2 separate regions of the Xenopus tropicalis genome follow, and region 2 is linked to region 1. Evidence: chromatin contacts called from public Hi-C data. All regions are on one chromosome and are shown on one strand. The core of a region is the stretch at or near the end of the contact, and the rest is flanking DNA. Distances in the headings are between cores, read along the strand shown.

Region 1 (5,003 bases), core at 2,308-4,807:
CGTTCTTTGGGCTAGCCCCCAGGCAGCTGTTTTAGTGCGATCACAAGGGGAGCTGACTGCTCAGTGCACTGGGATCTGGCCCATCTGTTGACATTAGGAAAATAGGTAACGTATGTCAGCCAATTTAGGGACTCTATTCAACAAAAGGACCATCTAATGATGATGTACTTCTCCTAACAATGCGGGACATCATATTTACAAGCCTTACATTCCCATTCCCATTTGCTTTTACATATTACTAGCACTACCATGACCCTGCTTGCAAAGCAACTTTGATTATAATAATTACAGCAATATCAAAAACAGTAATGATGTCCATTTAAATACAAAAATGATATTATTATTAGCTATAATCGGATCTGATATTCTGAATCCCTATGAACGCAGCTCATTTCTTTAAGTATCTATATCCAAAAACCATGGGACCTAGAATGGTGCAGTTGCCGGTCATTATTTGGATATATGCTGTGTAGAGAAACTCACAAGCAATAAAGACATGTTTATCAACTTGTGTTACAGTGGTAACTATGATAAAAAATTAAAAACCGTTATACCTCTGTACAGTATCTTTTTTTTTTTTTTTACCATTGATCATATACAAAGTCGTGTTATAATTGTAGCCTTTTTATATTACCAGCCTATTTTCTTCGCAGAGTTTGCGAATTTTAAAGTGGAGTCCCAATGCAGAGATTTAGTGAAATCAGTGTGCCTAATTGTATACTGGTGTTAAACAGATAACTAGTGTAATCCCTTGCCCTTTAATCCAGTTATTATTCATGGTATCCTGATTATGCGATATACCAATTTTCTGCCTACTGTGGAAATTTTTACATTTGCAAGAGGTTTTGAATAAGGTGAGAAAAATGTGCCTATTCTAACAGCGTTAAAAAAGGAACTTTGTTTTTTAATAAATGATATTAGTTACATACATTACGCGATGATATAGAGAATTATTTTGCCCCCACTGTCGCTTTCGTTATTTTTATGTTTTACAGTATTTTTGTATATATTTAGTATTCTTGCTTTGTTTAGTTTGCACTAGGAAATATTATACTTTAGTTTGTATGTTTCAACAGATCCCTGCAACTTAAACTGCATTTGGCTTTTTTCTACATAAACATTAAGCTAAGTATAAATGGGTTAGGGAAGTTTGGGTAGAGTACTCTAGAAATACTAATTGATTTTCTACTTTCAAGCGAATGCTCATGTACTAGAGGTAATAAAAAACGACAAAATATGTAAGGTTATTAACGCATTCGTTAATTTTTTTTTAATTATTGGATTGGATTTGCTTTAGATTCGAACTGTAACACTGGGAATATAGGAGTTCTAATGCAAAGAGGACATCATTACTATGCATATTTGGATTATTAGTCTCTTTGCTCTTTTTGATTCGGAGGAGTACAGCGCTACAATTAAATCAGAAGATCGAAATCTAACTATGCAGAATGGCAGCTTCGCACCAATGTATCTATATGTATCTATTAATGTTCTTTCTTTTCATCACCAGTGAATCATTTCATCTGTTCCTTCTTTAAACTGATGGATTTACCTGCTGTAGTAACGTTGGGATGCTATAGGTGACTAGAGGTAATACGATTTAATACATTAGTGCATACCTTTTTCATCATGGGTCGGAGTGGCTGTAGTGGAGATGTCAAACCACTGTGCAAGGGAACTGGAGTACCATACAGTGAGTTCTTCTCCTGGCTGCACGTCCCTCAGAGTCCTATAATATATCTGTGGGACATAAGCATGGTAAGGCAGACGCATTAGACTGCAGCTTTACATATGGACACTCGGACAGGAAAACAAATAGATGGATTGACATATATATATAGAGAGAGATTTGGCGATAATTATAATGAAGATATGCTAAATGACTGACAGGTGATAAATACAGGACGAACGATTGCATATAAAAGAAAGACAGAAAGAAGGAGAAGTGAATGACATTGATAGACAAACAGGTTTTCCAAATAAAGAAACAAGATAGTTGTACCTGGCCTCCTGGTAAATCAGATATAGCTTCCAGAATCTGTTCCTGATTGTTTCTGGCTGCTCTGATTAAGCCCATCCATTCTGTGGCGGGACCTCCAGCCTCATCAAGCAGGTCCCCTCTCACAAAACGCACCTAAAAGCCAATAGATTGCTCAATTGTCACTCAGTATAGGAGTAATCGTTAAAAATAGAGGGTTATGTGTGTACGTTTGTGTGTGTGTAAAAAAATCGATGAAAGTTTTTTTTGTTTATTTTTTTCAATACAGCGCAATAAACTATTGAATATTTAACCACTACTGTCCAGTTTTATCAGCGTGACTTCAATCATTACCACATCCCAAAGGGACCATATAGTAAAGGAGCATATTAAGGCTTAAATAGTTGAATGGGCATGTAATAAAAGTCACTTTAACAATGCAGACTAATGTGAGAACCCAATGGAGCCAGATGATGAGAAATAAATTTGAGAAGTCTGGCAGAGCGTTCAAAAACAATTAAAAGACATTAAAAATCGGAGCGGAACGTGTGACAAAAGCCATTGATTTTTCCAGCCCCCCTTGTGTGCTCTGCTCATTATTTACTGATAACGCTTCTGTTTTTGCCATTAGTTATTCATATACCAGTGCACTGCACTTGTTTTCACTATATTACCCTCAGTCACTAAATTATTTGTAGATAACGACAGAAATAAAAAAAAGTACTTATATGTCCAGGACATTGGCAATTAAAGTAATAAATACATATTATCCGACAATGCATTAAATAAATCAAAACGAAAAGCATTTGAAAAAACAATTCATAATATGGCAGAAAAAGGCTATAATTAAGGTTCCCTACCAGAACTCACTGATATATTACTATTGGAAAATTCGTTCATACAAATATTAGTCACCATAAATGCGTTATAAGTGTACAGTTAAAGAACAAATTTACCAAAATGAGTTCGATATTTCCCTATAACGCAAGGATAAGTTCTTAGAGCCAAAACAAAATATAAACAGTATGCTGAATATATATATATATGTTCATATATATCTATAAATATATATATCTATATATATACACTACAAAAAAAAGACCAGCATCACATTTCTTGTGAAAAACCAAAACATGTATTTAAAACAGCATGAACACCTATATATATGCAAAATATATAACTATATATATATATATATATATATCCCTTCCTCGTTTACTATTTGATGTGCTGCAGCAGCCAAATACACTACCCCTGTACATCTTTTAGGATAAGCAATAGCCATTGCAAATGTCAAATACCTTTTTCTTGGGTCCAGGTTCCCTGCGATCTGACAAGTACTTCCCTAGTTTGAAGATGCCCATGATGGGACCAAGTCGCAGGCCGGCAGGGATGCAGTTGTCGGCGTAGATGCTGACGGCCAGAGCCCTGTTGCAATGCATGCTGGCAGCAGGACCCCCAGTAGTTGGCAGTGACAGAGGCAGAGAGAGGGGAGGACAGCACTCAGGCGTATCTCCGCCTGCACAGTGACGCTGCTTTGCACTCTCCCTGGCTTTTCTATGGGCTCGGGAGGGGATGCTCTAGGGCTCCCACTTTGGTGAGAGAGTTTGCTTCTCCAGCAGCTGCACAATCTCAGCCAAGAGGGTCACATGGAGACTTTCCCTAAGCCTCCTGCATAATCAACTCCCATGAATGGTAACCAGACAATGGTCCAGGCGACCTTCTCATTCCTAAAAATCCAATTTGTCAAGGGCAAAGAAAAGACTCTGGTGAATCAAAGGTCTAGGGGGACCATTAATCCTCAGCATGGGGTATTGTCCCCTAGACAGTTACGATATTTTAAGTGACAAATCCACTGTATAATTTCTCCATAAATTTTACTTCTCCTTATTGTTTCCCAGACAAACCAGTTTTACAAAATAAGTGACTTCTTTAGGTCTACTCGGCTGATTCTTTTGAGGTTTAATATACTTCAAAGATTTTTAATTCTCTTCCCCTTGGCTTTATTGCAAAAGGCTGTTTAACAAAGGGACCAGGAATGTTTGAGGACTTGTTAACTCCTATTGATTCCTGGCGTGTGCCAAACAAAACTCAGGCAGGTACTTGATGGGAAAAAACCCCACCAGCACCTACAACTCCTTCTACAGCCACTATTGCATGGGGCTTCTTATGTCCCTTATGTCGAAGTTTAGATCACATATTTGGTACAGAAAGTAGCATTTCCTTAAAATTAACTAACGGTTCTCTGAGAAAAAATCGACATATTTTATTCCATCTACATTTGACTTTGCAAAGGGGCAAAAATATTTGACAATATTTTAATATGCCTAAGTATTTTAACAATTTATTAGACCAATTTATTCTAACTTGACATACATGTATATATATATATTAGAATGAATGCGCACTTAATTACATGAGCATTTATTCTCACAGCATGTGCACTTTACATACATGCTAGAATAATTATGTACTGACTACGTTCAAGCATACATATATTTATCCATTCATGTAAACCTATTCCTATACATGTAAGCATACCGTTACGTTAATTTCTATTCAAATAGGTAATCATGCTACCATATTTACCAATAGATCCACAAACAGGTACATGGCACAGTTCATAGATGGACACCCAGACATGCACTGAACACCGAAAATAATCTGAACACCAATTACACTACCCCTGTACACCTTTTGGGATCAGCAAAGTAAACATTTGCGAGCGTCACTCCTTTGAATTTTGGACACATTTAGATTGATTTGTCCAACAAATAAACGTTTGATACTGCATTTTTCTTGTATTACTAGAGCGTTACTAGGTGCAGTGTTTTTGATTCTGAAATAATGCTGTCATGTTCTTCTGGTATATCTAATGCATGGAGTTTGATTTATACCGACCCCCTAAAAACCTTGCAATTTAGAATCTTTCCTGCAACTTATATGAGATGATAGATAGATATATAGATAGATAGATAGATAGATAGATAGATGATAGATAGATAAGATAGATGATAGATAGATA
Region 2 (5,136 bases), core at 1,348-3,847, 590 kb after region 1:
TAATAAGACTCTGCTTCTGTGGGGTAAGACAATGTGTACAAACAAGTTTATTTAATAGAAACTGTTAATCAGTGATGCGTGTGTGTTTGAATGTTTGGTGCAATAGAAGTAACCTCAGTCCGCCCAAACAATCAGATACAAATGAGTGAGTTAATGGCTGTACTGCACAACAGCTGGGAGGGGGGACACGTTGTGGTGTTTAGTCCCCACTATATTGGCAAGGCGTTAAGTCACAGCAGTGGATCCTATAATACTGGCCAGGGGCTACCACAAGACAGCATAAACCCACCTACTGCTTGGAGATATATATAGACACAGATATGTGTATATATATATACACAGATATGTGTATATATATATATATATATATATATATATATATATATATATATATATATATATATATATATATATATATATATATATATATATATATATATATATATATATAAATATATAGCAGGACTCTTCAGTATTGCATAGGCTAGAGCTGCATTAGTCCTCATTGCCAAGTGACAGTATTAGCCGCTAATTGGCAGGGGCTAGCCACTGGCGCATAAATTAGACTTAAAAATATAATGCCCCTACCCCTTAAACACACACCATCACCACCAAAGGCTAGACTTACTTGTGGGTGTGACCATTATTACAAAGGGTCAACAATGGCATTGCCCCCCACCTCAGCACTTTGGTTTAAGCAGCATGCATCGAATATAACAGGTATTAGGACAGGGTACCCTAATTATATACGTTGGTACAAATCACAGGAACATGCAGATGGGTGGGGAGAGGTGGCATGCAGGAAAACAAAGCTGGCACCATGCTAAACCCCAAGCATAGATTTCATTTCTATCCCTATAGGTATACTAGTGCAGTTCGCCACTGCTGATCCTTTCGCAGTCCATTTGGTGACAGTAGGACTCTTTGCCTGAAGCCCCTCACTCCCACCAGTTCCCAGCTGCTGTGATTCTCAATTACCCTAATGTAGATTCACTATGCGTGCTGTAGCATATACATACAATCCTGCAGGTAATAGAGTTCTTACATTATTAACGGTGGTGCCAAGTGGAGAGAAAATATAATTTGTATATTAGATTATTACTTTGGTGGGTTATTAGAAAGGATTAGATTATTTAGTATCAGCAGAACCTCTTTATTTTCCTACAAGGAAATGATTGAAAGGTGTAATACAGGGCTGTGAAAATAATTCCCTTGACTGGGTGTTAGAACAGAACAGGGAGTGTATAAATAATTGATATTTAATATAGATGCCAGGCTGCCCTATCCCCCCCAGCATGTGTTTGGGGGCAGCGCCCCGGATGTAATTTCAGATTTTTCATACATAAATGAATGACCACAACAGAAATTAACAGGTCATAATTGAAGACGAATAAACACACAGTAATCTATAGCACGGTGATTAGGTTGGGGAGAAAATAAATCAGAACGAAAATGTTTTCAATTGCCCATTCCAAATCCAGAAATGTCCCTTTTGCAGGGTAAAATATTGGCACTGCACTAATTTCGAGTATCATCACCTTTACAAAAGTACTTACAATTATCTATTAATTGCAATTGTTTCCTAGAAGTAGAATAAAACATGATGTATATCCTCAAAATACAATGTTTCCCAGTTTAAGAAAATGTAGTTCTAAAGTAACTTTCCAATATATATCAATATCAATCGCGGGGTTTACAGTTATTGGAAATCGAAACTACGATCGAAAGTAAATATCTTCCAGCCCCCTCCATTTTTTTTCACAGGGGAAGTGGTTTTGATCCTTGAAACACTGTAGCGAAAGCAAGCTGATGAACAGACTGGTGAAGAAAAGTACCCAAGGTTGGCTTTTAATACGTGGTTTCAACAGGCAGAGCAGTGAAAAAGGGGCAGAAAAATACTGTTAGCAATTGTGCTTACATTTATAAATAGCGTTTAAAGCCGTTATACAAAATAATGTATATTGGAAAGTAGATTAGAATTTACTTTTTTATGCAAAATTAGTTTTATTTTTAAAAGGACACGCTAATGGCCACATGTCCAGGCCAGAATTATCGATTCAACCAAAGGAAATCTTACTGGGCTCATACAGGCACCCTGTCTCCCAGAGAGCATCAGATGGCTCTGGCTATTTCAGTGCTCCTCTACATGCCCAATATGGACTGCTTCTTGGAACCACTTTCAAACACAAAAAGTAATAAAGTACTTTAAAACAATTAAATAAAATCTATTTTAACTCTACATTCTATAATGTAGAAATATTGTAAATGCATCATGCTAAATAACACATAGCAAATTCTAAATTAATGTAAATATGAATAATGTAAGGATAATATGAAGGAATAATATGTCCAAGTCTAGGATGGGCAGACCATTTGTACATTATTATCATCATTTGCATGTTCATTGGCATTCATATAAAGACATACTAAGACTAGTGGCTTGATCAGGAACCTACACATCTCCGCACTGACTAGATAAGGGAGAGAACAATTAGCAGTCATCAATACAAACACTTCCCGGCGTGGGTTATTGCCTCACAATGAGCTAATGGAATCCTGCCGGGCAATAGGGAGCCAGGAGGAGCCGCGGATCGGGGTCCTAGCGCCGCTTCATGCACACAAGAGAGGCGTGATGGGAAACGACCTATGTTTACTAACAAGCTGCTGCAGGCACTGACAGCGTTAAACATGATGCATGACCCTTGCTACATATTGCACCTGCCGGGATGGATGGAGCCCAGTAAGATCTTGCGCTTTGGCCTTGGGCTGATGGGCAGCAGTGGGAAGGAGATGAACCTTTACATACTCTGTACAGAGAGGGGCCAAGCCTGGGAATCTCCAGCCCTATTTATTCTCACCCACACGGAGCACTGCGAGCTCATTTCATTTTCACAATGGTTTATGTTGAAAATAATGATAGATCTCTCTAAGGGGTCGAGCTCATGAAAAAGCCAAGGTCAGCGGAGCTGCGGTGCGCACACACTGTCATTTTCTGGCAGTCGCACATTATCACACCAACAGCTGCTACACAAGACTGACGGCAAAGAGGCCTTGCTACCTACAGGCAATGAACCATCAGCCCTTAGCTTGGTGGGTAACAAAAGGGAAACCCCTGGTAAATGAGCCCTTATCTTCTCTCCATCCCAGGGAAGTGTCCTGCAGAGGGCATAAGAGACTTGGTTGCTGCAGACAGTTCGGTCGGGATATTGACCACACCACTCAGATCTATACTCTGCTTAAACATTTTCCCCATCAGCATGTCTGTGGTCACAAAACACTTCTTCTTCTTGACACTTTCCCCCTAGAATATTGATAAGATCATTTAGCTGAATCTGTTTGGGACTCGTGTAATATCGACTAGAAGTTAGAAAAGATGATCCGATCTAATAACCACAGAACGTTCTTTTCTTCTTCAGGGACTTTACACAGATTTCTGCTATATTTTCCTCAGGGGTTTAACCGGGCAACGTTTTATTCTCGAAATTTAAGCAAGGTTAGTTAACCCAGGTTTTGGCTGTTTTTGTCTTCTGTTTTTGCATTAACAACAGGAGATCAAAAGTAAAACAAAAGCATGTCAAAAGCCTGGGGGAGGTTAATGTTCATCTCTACCAGGCAATCACAGTAAACATTTATCAAAAAAGGAAGAAATGTACAATAAAAAAACGAGTAAACAATTACTCATCCCTTCATGAAAAGCAGTTCTAAGAGCCATGTAATTTGTTCATGTTAATGAATAGAGACGCTCTACTATTTAAGAATATTGAAAGATTTTTCCGCTTTGAATAATATTTTCTTAGTCGGATATAATATGAATTTCTATTTTTAAATAATCAAATAATCTAAAATGATAGTTTTGTCACTATTTATCTGTTTAAACTTTTTCTTTTAAACCAAAATACATGATAAATAAAAAAACAATCATACTTATGAGATATATATTTCACAAACTAGAGTAAACGATTAAATTAGTTCGTATTTTATATTGTAATAAAATATTACTTTAACATAAATATATAGGATGTCTGTAATTTATTTTCTCCACGAGCACATTCGAAATATACCAAAGCAAAGTGTGTAAAGAATCTCATTGGGGAAGAAAAAAAAATACATTTCATATAGATTTAGATCACCTTATCGTCCAAATTTACAAAAAAAAACTGAAAAAAGGTCAATATTTTTGCTTTCAGAGAAATAAATATACAATTAAACAGGAACCTTTCCCTGGGATGTATAAAAATACAAATTAAAATAAGAAAAATAGACAACTGAGACTTAAAACTATTTGAGCATTTTTGAAAAACAAATCTTTATCATATGTACATTTCTTTAGGGTTGTATAGTAGTTTAAAAACCGTCTGCTTAGTGTTGGGACACCCATAAAAAGATTACTTTTGCCGATTTATAGCATTTCATGCAGCTCAAGAAGGGTTTTCATTGTTATTTGTTACTTTACAGTGTATTAAACCTTCCTTCTGAACAAACACAAATAAACCAGATATTGTATTCCAGAAAACTTCTACCACCAAACTGCATTTGAAAGCAATTGTGATAAATGTTTTCGTTTCTCTTTGATAAATAGTGAGCAGTGCATCTACCCAGCTAGTGGAGTGTGCGCTTGAGTGTATCACTAGTTCCCCTGCTCATTGGAACCACTTGGGAAATATCCTGAGTAATATCCACAGGAGGAATGATAACCTGAACTAAACAACCTTTTCAAAAACGACCATTAATTCTGAAGCACCAATATACCTGTTAAAATAAAACAAAGAGAATGTAAAAATAAAAATGAAAAATGAAAGAAATGCGTTCTGCGTGACCCAATCTGAAAGAGGTATTTAGCAAATCCCTTGATTTTATTAGCAGGGAAGAAGGCCATCCAGACTCTACATTTTTTAAGACCTCATTCTTACCAGGGAACTAACGGGTTTACCTTACAGATAATGTCAGAGGATTCAGTGTATAGACAATAGAGAAGGAGAGAGAGGGGGCTTGAAAGGGAGAGTTTTCTTTATCCTGAACTCTTTCCCACAATGGATAAAAGAGGGGCTTTTAATCGCAACAGCTGATAAATTTAGAAGGGGGAATAAATGTGGAACAAAAAAAAAAATCCCTTTCGCTGTCAGGCCCATCTGGCAC

Evidence for each region. A called contact is a pair of places that touch in the nucleus more often than the background predicts.
Region 2: a Hi-C map of neurula embryo shows a contact between it and region 1, with 2.4 times the contacts expected there. The contact joins the enhancer-like site here to the promoter of prdm13 in region 1. A contact is called at or near these places in 2 of 5 Hi-C or Micro-C datasets (gastrula embryo and neurula embryo).

What each region holds. Positions count from the first base shown.
Region 1 is chr5:81,993,272-81,998,274 of UCB_Xtro_10.0, forward strand. It overlaps prdm13 (PR domain zinc finger protein 13), which reads right to left and starts at 3,558. Exons shown (of 4, transcript XM_002932160.5): 1 at 3,280-3,558; 2 at 2,003-2,134; 3 at 1,620-1,740. The coding sequence starts at 3,420.
Region 2 is chr5:82,584,479-82,589,614 of UCB_Xtro_10.0, forward strand. It overlaps pou3f2 (POU class 3 homeobox 2), which reads right to left. Exons shown (of 1, transcript NM_001276377.1): 1 at 4,015-5,136. Among named protein-coding and RNA genes, the nearest start is that of pou3f2, 5.1 kb to the right of the region's middle. Within about 2 kb of position 2,598, at least 1 of the 11 cell types and tissues checked has an H3K27ac peak or open chromatin away from gene starts, as enhancers often do. A contact at or near this core is called in neurula embryo, where this site is marked.